2 separate regions of the Gasterosteus aculeatus genome follow, and region 2 is linked to region 1. The links are chromatin contacts, called in public Hi-C maps. All regions are on one chromosome and are shown on one strand. Each heading gives the region's core, a stretch centred on a gene start, on an enhancer-like site or on the middle of the called end of the contact. The rest is flanking DNA. Distances are from core to core; before and after follow the strand shown. Region 1 holds the start of maneal (mannosidase endo-alpha like). Region 2 holds the start of LOC120826048 (retinoic acid receptor beta).

The links. Hi-C and Micro-C count contacts between places; a contact is called where the count stands out from the background.
Region 2: a Hi-C map of skeletal muscle shows a contact between it and region 1, with 5 times the contacts expected there. The contact joins the promoter of LOC120826048 here to the promoter of maneal in region 1. A contact is called at or near these places in 2 of 6 Hi-C or Micro-C datasets (both in skeletal muscle).

The regions. Positions count from the first base shown.
Region 1 is chr10:14,546,530-14,551,913 of fGasAcu3.hap1.1, forward strand. maneal (mannosidase endo-alpha like) reads left to right here and starts at 3,131. Exons shown (of 4, transcript XM_040188466.2): 1 at 3,131-4,783; 2 at 5,191-5,300. The coding sequence starts at 4,267. The region is part of intron 1 of rpl15 (ribosomal protein L15); the gene reads left to right. It overlaps LOC120826492 (protein lin-28 homolog A), which reads right to left and starts at 540. Exons shown (of 4, transcript XM_040188844.2): 1 at 326-540. The coding sequence starts at 335.
Region 2 is chr10:14,682,280-14,687,663 of fGasAcu3.hap1.1, forward strand. LOC120826048 (retinoic acid receptor beta) reads left to right here and starts at 3,132. Exons shown (of 9, transcript XM_040187965.2): 1 at 3,132-3,453.

The DNA of each region.
Region 1 (5,384 bases), core at 1,881-4,380:
AATACATCTTCCTTCTTCTTGGACAATATTACAAATATTTATGGTCTACCTGCAAAACTGGTCTTGGAAGCAGAGCCCATCCCGCCGCTCTCTGCTGCTTTACAGCGCGCTGAGCTGCTGTCCACTACGTCCACATTATAACAACCATACACCTCCCCCCCAACACCACACACACACACCGGGTCTACAGAGACGTTTCTGAATAGACAACCACCACCCGGCCCTTTAAGAGACGAAACAAGAAGACAATGCCAGAGGAAGAAAAGCCTCCCCCCTTTCATCTTCTTTCTATTGAACCTCTTTGCTTCTTTCAGAGCATCCATACCTTCTGCCATGGTGGGAGGTTTCCTCGGGCCTCCTGCAGAAAACAGCTCCGGCCCACAAAATCTCAGACCTAATGAGTTAAGTGCATGCTGGAAGCCCGGGCACGCTCTCTCCGTGTTGATTGTGCGTGTAATCCTCCAGGAGAACAAATGCCTTCTCCCCGCTCCCTTTCTCCGCAATATGCAGAACCCCTTTGACCCTCCTACCTCTAGTAACCCCCCCCCCCCCACACACACACACACACACACACACACACACACGCACACACAGCCACCTTTTCGGTCAAGTCCACGTGATTTCTAGTCGCAGATAAATCACACATGTCCAATGAGGGAGGCAAAATAATTGACAAAATGACCAATCAGGGCTTTGGACGATACAGCTTATTGTGGCACCCAAAGGCCTGGAGAGACATCACCCCGCCCACTGCACTCTCCCACAAACACACACGCGCACGCACACATAATAGAACCCATCTGCAAAGCATTTTGCAGCTACTGTTCAAATTAAAGACGGTGTTTCCATTCTTTTTTGCATGAATCCGATCAGAATCTTCACCTCAAAGCAGACTTTACAAATTATTTGGGACTATATGTACAGGGAATATAACAACAAATGAAACAACAAACAACAAATGAGCTGGGTTGTTTGTAAAAAAACAATGACAGATTTTAGGATAGATACCCTTCAAAATTCCTATTTGAAGGTGTTTTTACAAGTAACCCTTAAAGCGTGCAGATAATCCAGTAAACCCCCCGAATACATTATCAACCATTGAATTATGAGAATCCTCTTTGTGAGAAATTGTGTTGAGGTTTTTGCGATGGTCTTTTCGTAAATCGTAAGGGTTTCCTATGAATTCATGCACGTCCATTATAAATCCCTTAACATATCCTAACGATAACGATTACTTTGAACATTTCTTGTGTAAATTTAGGCACGTCGTGCATCGTGCAAGTCATCTAAATTAGATATGTACGGTTTTTTGAGGTTAATGTGTAGGGATTTTAGTCTGGGTCTTTTGAGAACCCCTTATGCCCCCAAAACACTCTAAATTGATCATTTATAACTATCATTTAAGAGTTAGTGAAATATTGTATATATTGTATGTTTTGAATTTGTATTTAAATGAAGGAGTCATGGATTTGTTACTTCTTTTTGAATAAAGACATGAGTTTAGTTTTAAGTATTACACATCTTTGTCAGCCAGCTGTCCTCAAATATCGCTCCTAAATGTTCTTTCTTTTTCTTGGGCTGCATTTAAGTTGAAATTCTCCCTCTTCCTCATTTCAGGATGGATTTCTTGCTGGTGGAATAAAGCTCCTTGCATTTTTCCTGCAGAGGTGATTCACATACACCTGTTACAGTTTATATTAAAAAAAACATCCGGTGGCCCCGTTGGAGTCATTCACCCACACGTATTAAAAAATGATTAGCCACGCTCAAGCTGCTGTACGGCACCACAAACCGGCTCTCGTCACCTCTGAGTCAGGGAAGGACACACACACACACACACACACAGGGAGCTTAAGCCAGCCTTATTTTTTGTGACTCTCCCGTGAACATGTGCAGCTTAATGTCTATATATCCATCTATACGTCAGTGAGGTGTTGCCTGATGAAAAACAAATGACCCCCACCGTCCATGCCTCCAATCGTGAGGCCGGAGGCGCTCTGAAAGTTGCCATGGAAACGGAAAGGCCCGGCAGCCGCCACACGACCGGGCCGGCCACCCTAAGGTGACCGAGGTCACGCGGAGGGGCTTGTGGGAACAAAGCCTTGGCACGCACTTTTTCAACAGAGGATCAACACACACACACACACACACACACACACACACACACACGCTGGTGTGCCACTGTCGTTGGAAAGTTTCCTCTCACTTACAGACGCAGAGAGTATTTGAATATGAATCAAAGCACCGTTGAGGCGGCGTGAACGTAAAGCTGTCGGGTTTAAGCGGCTGCTCGGGCCCACGTGTGTTTCTAGAGGATCTGAATAAGCAGCAGCCCCACATGGGAAGCCCGTCCGCTCACCTTTCACCCCTCCTCCGGAGGGGGGAATCGATCCATAAACCCCAATCGATAACAAATCCATAGCTTGCTGCCATGTTGTGACAGATATCCCTTCCGCAACGAAGCCTCGGGACAACAATGACAGTGTGTCCCCTCTGACACCTCCACCAGATGGTGTTAACCCTCCGCGTAGTCATTTAAAACTTAAAGGACTACTCCGGTGTTGTTCTGCATCTTTTGTATTGCAAGAAAAACTCAGATTTATTTTTTCTCCATTTATAGTTTTAGGATAAATGCCGCGTGTGTTGTGGACTATTTTCAGCGTTGGATTAATTCGCCGTCGGTGCAGAGGGGCGTGTTTGATACACGACATATTTTTAATAAAAGCATATATGGTGACAGGACCATGCATGAAATGATTAACTAAAAAGTAGCCCACATCACACGTTCAGTTAATTATCAGGAACAGCTCCACCAACACAAATAAATGCTTCTCTTTATGTGACATTTCTGCATTTGTACGAGGGGAGGAAACAATTGACAACCCTTTTGTTACAGAAGTGATTGATTGTGTCATATATCACCTCATAACGCAACCTATAAGGTTGATTTAAAGGATTTATATATTTATATTAGAAAACGTATCCACAATAAAACAGGGAGGGGAGGTTTTTTTTTCTTTTTTTCTTCTTGATTGTTTTTTTCACTTTATAATACAAACATGTTTTGCAAAAACAATTGTTATCAATTTGGTTTCAAACATTTTAAAATCAAATGAAAGATGATGCATTAGATAACTGATTTATTTTTCTGCAAAATGTTCGTCTTTAATCTATTGTAGATGAAGGGGACATGGACATGGATCATAGCCTCCTTTGAAAGACTGTTGTGAGATAATTGCCAATCACAAATATGATAAAATGCACCACTTCATTTTTGCCACTAGATGTCATTTCAAGCTTGACTTCTCAGAGACATTGTCAACATTGTATACGCACTATAGTACACTCATCGTCATCACGTCACAGGCTTGTCCTCAATGCAGTGCCATGTCTCATTAAGTGTCATAATATAAAAATCAAAACACACTTGATATATTATTTACTCATACTTTTTGCAAAAGTATCCTGAATTAATTGTGTTATTACGGGTGATACTTATAGGGGCAACCAAAGGGTTTTCTGTTTGCTTCCTTGCAGGGAATTCATTCATTAAGAAAGCGGATGCTGACCCCTCTCGTGGGCCCCTCAGAAACGCTTGTAAGAGATGACCCCCCCCCCCCCAAATAAAACAAGAAGACCCTTTTGCTCCGCCCCCTGCCGCTCCTGTGGCATTAATCACCCCTCATACAATATTTCCGGTTGGGGTAAATCCACCGCCCGCTATGCTCGCACAAGAAAAACAAGTGTTTCTGACAGGAACATTCAGTGACGAAAGTGCGTCAGAAAAAACCCCAGAACAAAATAAAACGATGGGATGACACGAAGAGGAGAGCGAAGGAAGCCGCAGAAACCTCCATCAGAGTGGCTTTTGTTTTGTAAAGAGGGAGCTGTGTGGACTGACACAAAAACAAGATGAAAAAATAAAAGCAGCACAGCCGATTTCCCACGTCCCTCTCGAAGAGGAGAGGATGGGGCCGAACAAAGAGCTCGCAGGGCGGTGAGAAGGAGACCCGTCGAAGCGTCGTCGCGCGGGATCCCTCCGGGTCGTGACGATGGAGGTGAAATGACATCGCTTCTCTTGCGTTTAACAGACTGGATTATGCGCCACCCTCTGCAGTGACTGAAGCCTCTTTTCATTATCATTATTAGTATTATTATTACCAGCATTATTATCACTACGCGCTGTAAACACGAAGAGCCGCAGGCGGCGTTGAGAGGAGAGCGCGCGTCACCGGCCGCTCGCCCGCAGCACCACGGACAGCGACCATGACTCGGCTGCGCAGGAAGGCGCTCGTGGCTCTCTTCCTCTTCACGCTCTTCATCTTCGGGGCCATGATGGGGCTCAGGACGCTGAAGCCGAGCGACGGCTTCTCGGACCTGGCCCCCGGGATGGACTTCGTCGGGGAGCGATCCGAAAGGAGGCGGCTGGACGCGAAAGGCGCGGCGGCGGCGGCGGTGGCGTCGCCGGGCCACTTCCACACGGGCGGCAGTGACACCAAGGTGGTGTTCACCAAGTCGGACCGAGACTACAGCATTTTCTACGACGTGCACATCTTCTACTACCTGTGGTACGGCTCCCCCAGCATGGACAACAAGTACATCCACTGGGATCACGTGCTGGTGCCCCATTGGGACCCCAAGATCGCCGCCAGTCATGCCCAAGGAAGGCACACGCCTCCAGACGATATCGCCTCAAGTTTTTACCCCGAGCTGGGACCCTACAGCTCCAGGGACCCAAAGGTGCTGGAGTCACACATGGCCCAGATAGAGGCGGCTGCAGCAGGTAATTCTTGCATGTTTCCCTGTTGTAAACCTCCACCGCCCCCCCCCCCCCCCCCCCCCAACTCATGCTAAAAGAAGTGGCCATATAGCGTTTATTGTTGACTTGTATATTTCATAGACGTTTGAGAAGTTCTCAAACAAAATGGGGCGCCAGAAAACCTTCCACTTCGACGGTTGCATTGATAAAATAAAAGGATTTTCTATAAACATTTTGTTTACATTAAAGAGGGACACTGGCCGAGAGTCATTATTTACTCCTCAAACAGTCGGAGGACACACGAGGCACACGCTAGAAGCCGACACTTCCAGCTTGTGCCTCGACCCCCCCCCCCCCCATCAAAGGTCGTGCTCTGACCTCCCTGCACGTACTCAGGGCAGACACTTCCTCCCCGTGCTGTGGTGTTGTAGGGGTGCTGGTGTTGTCCTGGTATCCTCCCGGCATGGCGGAGGACCACGGGGAGCCCACCGAGGACCTGGTTCCCGCTGTCATGGACGCCGCCCACAGGCACAGCATCAAGGTAACTGGTGAGACAGACGGTATGTTTTTCCTTTCTGACGATTTACTGAATGAATGACTTGCTGCTGACAGTTAAACGATAACG
Region 2 (5,384 bases), core at 1,882-4,381, 140 kb after region 1:
TATTTTATTTTGGTTTGTTTTCCAGAGGCTCTGGATTAAGCACGCCAGCCGCTTGCTGCGGTCAATTGAAAGTGTTCCATAGCGTATTGTTGCAGTTAGTTTACCTTGTTCCTAATGATTTTATGATTCATTTTTTTATCATTGTATACATGCGGCATATTTTATGTTTTGATCTTGGTTACAAATGCCGAACATTTTTGTCTTAAAGGCATCTAATAAACTCCAACCACTACGACCGAAATGAGTTTGGTTGTCTTTCTTTATAACACAAAAACAGTAATCTTATGGTAAGAAACTGTAATCCAATATACGACAACATACCGTAAATTACGCTAGGGCACTGTAAATAAAACAGTAAGTTTCTAGCGTCGACTGCCAGTAAATTGCAGTTAATTCACAGTAAAATTCGTTCAAGTTTACGGTAACATACAGTTATCCATTTTCCGGTAACATAGTGTAAAAAGCATTTACGGAATTATACCTTTAAAATAATGGTAAATTCCTGGCGTCCAGTGGCGCTGAGGTATACGTAGAAATATAATGCATATATTAACAACGCTCAGCGACTGAAATGTGTTAAAGAAGCATAAATTACATCATGGGGTGTCTTGGGGAAAAATAATCTCATCAAGAAGTGAGGTTAAAGCCCCTCCAGCATCGCTGTGAAGTGACTGCAATAATCCAAAGCTGTCTGAGAGGTGCCGTCCGTGAGATGAGACAGACATTAGGCCTCGCCTGCTGACTTCACATTCTTTACAAGATGCAATCCTGTGAATATGTGAGGTGGGAAGCAAAAAAAACGGGCAGTGGAAATTACGAGTGAGAAACAAATGAGCTGACGGGGAGAGATAAGTGGTACGTGTAACACGGAGGGGGGGCGACGTACCGGAAATTAATCAAAAAGAAGCAAATCTTCCCGAGCGAATACACTCGGTGTAATTAAGAGAGAGAGATAGAACGATGCGAGGGGCATTTCTTAGAGTGTGAGCCGGTGTTTATTGGAAATATAATGGATTGGTGAGCCTCGACTAAGTCATTCAAAAATCTCATAACGTGACGTAGAATTCAGATTTCTCTTTTAGATAAGTGCTAGGATTTTCCTCTTGGTTTGCCTAGCTTAGCATAAAGGCTGGAAGCTAGCCTGACTGTGTCTAAAGGTCTAACCACCCCCCCCTAAAGCACACTAAGTAGCACGAGAAGCTACTAGCATGGGGGAAATATATATAATAATAAATATTTTTTTAAGACGACTTTTAAAACCTTCTTTAGGAATCCAAACTAAGCTGCTTGCCATTTAGTTTCTCTGCTTCATGGATCAAGCTAGGTAGCTAGCTACAGCTAGCCATGAGGTTACGTCACCATACCTCATTCTGAAACAAAATAAGTGAGGAGAAACATTGTCCAGCTATAAAAGCCCCTAAAATCTCAAATCTGAGCGCTTAGAGACAAATTTCCACAAAAAAAAATCTAAGACACATGGTTTAAGTATTCTCCTAAAAACACAGCGAGCCTTCGATCTGTTGGCACGGGTCAACTGGGGTCATTCTCGCGGCGGCGGGGCGCTGGCAGAGCGAGTGGGTGTGGGAGACTAATTGAGTGTCGGGGGCAGCGTGAATGAAGCCACTGTGGTAATCGTCTGGCTCAGCGGCGAGTGGGAGCCATCAGGGGCACTGAGTTGATGTGGCGCCGGGAAGAAGTTTCCCACCACGCCGCCGCCGGCTGTCTGCACGCGGAGGGGCTTCCGATGACGTCCTCGGAAAGAGGAATGCGTAGTCGGCGGGGTGAACATGTCAGGTGGAGCTCTTCTGGATCTGCCTCTCTATAGAGATCCGTTACACTAAACCAGCTCTCTTAACCTCCTTTATGGCATGAGTATCGGGCCTCAACCCCCCCTCACCTGGTTCACGTCGTTTCCACACTCTTGGCAGAGTGTTTAGTGAGCGATCTGAGGTCCATGAGAGATAAAAGTGGGCCGCGGCATCCAAATATGTGGGCTTTTTCCCGCCAATCATTAAACAGCATCGATATTTCTCTGAAAACAATGGATTCTATCACCATGTGTTAAGTGAAAAGCATTACTCACGTTACCCTGCTCGCTGAGAACACATCGTAACTTATAGCGTCTCAGTGAGGCGGATCTCCAACCCAACGTAAAGCCGTTGGTCAGCCGGGGGAACCGGTGTGGTCCGAAGAGCGGAGAGGATCATAGGAGGAGATTCGATCGGTCAAACAAACACAAGATATGAAAATAAAAGGACTCTTCAGGCCCACGAAGCACTTTCCTTTTCTAATCAGGTACGCTGCTCTCACACAATGACAAGAAAGGGGAAAATGGGAATAATCAGCTGTTTCTTGCAAATGTAAAAGAATTGAATTGAACCAGCAAACGACAACATTTACATGTGAGATTTGTTGCAGTTGAATTGGCCACATGTGTTGCATTACCACACATTTACCAAATAGCCAAGGACACAAATGTCTGTTGTACAGAAAGCGATGATTTATTTGAACAATGTCTCCCCCGGTGTAATGTTTTTAAATATATATATTATATTTATATTTCTGGTTTTTGCTTGACAATCAGTGCTACGAATTGTTTCTCCCTAAACTTAATGGTGCGTTAACCCATCGCCATTAACCATGGAGGTCAGAGGTCATGCAGCCCCATCTGATCTCCCTGCTTCTTCCTCAGTGGCACCATAAAAAAATCAATCTCAAACTTTTTGAAATATATCAATTTGGAGTTGGAGAAGAAGGAATTTGATGGAAATTGGCTCACGTCTTTGGAATTATTTCACTATTTTCAGACATTTGGAAGTAAACCAAATAACGCAAAACATCAACGTGGAACCATTGATGTGTTTTATCAAAGTGACTGAGGGATCTGTGCCAATAAGAGTCAAAATTTGCTTTGCTGGATCAATGTAACGCCGAATTGCAAAATATCACCTCGACGATTCGGGATGAAATCTTCACATCTGCTGTTTATTTTTGTCTTCTTCTAGAAGGTGACGGAGGGGAATCCCGCATGGTTCCCCGGGCCGAAGTCATTAGTGGAGACCAACTGTGTCGTAAGCTCAAACGCTCGTGTCATGCGGTTAACGGGGGTCGGCTCAACGAGCGCTCCCATCAGGCGGGGTTAGACCCCGCGTTGGCTCCGTGTTGCGGCAGCGCGCCCCTTGGAAATAAAGCGCTCCGTCTGCGCCGAGCGGCTGCGCGCCGTCGGGTTCGGGTACCCCCCCCCGTGCCAAAGAGGACTTCACCGCCCCCCCCCCCCCCTTCCTAGCCCTCCACCCCCACACACCCTCCACCACCCCCCGAGAGGAAATAACGCCGGCTCTCCTGTCTGCTCGGCTGCATCCAGGCAAAAGGTTAAGCTGCGGAGGTCGTGCAGCGTCAACAAAAAGGACGCAAGTTGGAGATAAAGATGCCAGGACGCGCTACGAGACGCGGGTAAGTTTCTCTGTCTGGATGAATCACGGTCGGTGGCGGCTTTACCTTTCTTTCTTTTTTTTTAATGTCGAATGGATGCATGCGTTTTTATTTTAAACGCACGGAATTTAATACACCGGAGAAAAAAAAGTTCCTTTGACACGGAGATGTCCCCGTCAGAGCCGCCGTGTGGCGGGCTGACTCGGTCCGGGGACCGTGAAGTGAGTCAGGGAATGGCGGGTTTGTTTTTGGGGCGTCTGGAGGTGCAGCGCATCGGACCGTGGGCGCTTAAACCTGCAGCCGCCTCAGTCCCAGCATGCTTTCACCTCTACTTGTATTAGTTAATTTATTCTGGTGCGTTGTTGGAGACGATTTACATGATGATGATGATGATGATGGCACATACCTGTTGGACACACTGACCGGTGTAAAACTGGCGTATCGTACAGAACAAAAGTGCAGTGATGCATTTTGGACATTTGTTGCTGTGCTTCTTTGCATAAAAGGTGCACTCTGCAAACTGCATCCAGCACGCATATGTATATAAAAAAATCAGTTTTACTCTGCACGTTTCTTTCTTTTTATTTTTGCTCATGACAAAAACATGATGTTTGAGTAAGAGGGAATGGTTTTGCAACGTTGCACAGCAGCACATGCAACAACATAGAAATGCATGAAAACCTACAATGCAACTTGATCCACAAACAGAGAGGATGGCTCTCCTCCTCCACCTCCTCCACCTCCTCCTCCTGGCCCTCCTGCAGCCGGTGGGCTGTGAGGGCTCCACTGGAGGCTCAGAGCACCTGAGAGTCAGCAGGAGGCTCCTCTCTCCTCCTGCAGGCTTCAGCCTCTCCTTTTGGAGAGCTCATTTCATGCCTTCTATGCCTTCCGTGCCTGCAGTTTAAACCCTTTGAAGTTTTCTCACGCTAAAGCCTGTGCATTGAAACTGCTCTCCAGTATGTTAATGTTCTCTGATTGACTCGTGTGTCTTTTTAATTAACCCACTTGTATGCGCGCCGCGGCACTGTCCTCGATGAAACGCCATCAGGGAGAAGCGACGGACTGACATGCTGTCAATGAGGGGGGGGGATCTCAAAGTCAATGGCAGTTTGTGCTCAAATGATCGCTGGTTTGATGTCGCCTGCGACTTATTTCTGTTTGAAATCCTCGCTGTGAATGAAACACGGAAAAGTGGTGCTTTATAGGATGCAGTGATTAAGACTTCAGCTTCTGTAATATTAATGACTTTGGAAGATTTCAAAGGATGAACTTCAGAGATGCAGTAGCCTGAAGTAAGCCTACATTAATAATGTGCTTAATTCCATCAGTGAGTCCAGTGTTCCTTCAGCGCTTTCATATCGAGCTTTGCCCCCAAATCAAAGCCTTTTAATTATTCCATACGTCTATGTTCACGCAGGATTTACATTACTCAGATGTGCACCTTGATTTTTTTTAAAAATACATTTTTTACTTCACTCACTTGTGTCACCCTGGATTTTTTCCAATGTGTGTTTCCCATCACGGGTAGGCGTGGAAGTCGCACGTGAAATGGGGTCAGTCATGTGATTACCACCAACAGTCAGCAGGTGGCAAAACGCTCTCAGGGAAAAGAGGAGATCCATCAGGCCGTGATGTGCGACGCTCTGAAGGGCAGCTCCCTGTCGCCGGAGATACTCGGCTGGCTTTCAAAGACATCGCTGCCGCTCCTCCGTCTCGTCCCATTTCAGGCTTCTGAGGATGAGACTCGGGCCCTCTTTAAAAAAAACCCAAACAAACAGATTCAACCTTATTACAGCGATAGAAGTATCTTCCCTGCGATGTCACGGATCTTCAGAGGATTCAACTGCAGTTGAGAAATAAGGGTTGAATTGTAATTTGTGGGGTGCGCGCGTGTAGTCTGACACTTCAGCTGTTGCTCATGTGTTCTAACACCGGGTTCCCAGACCGGGGGC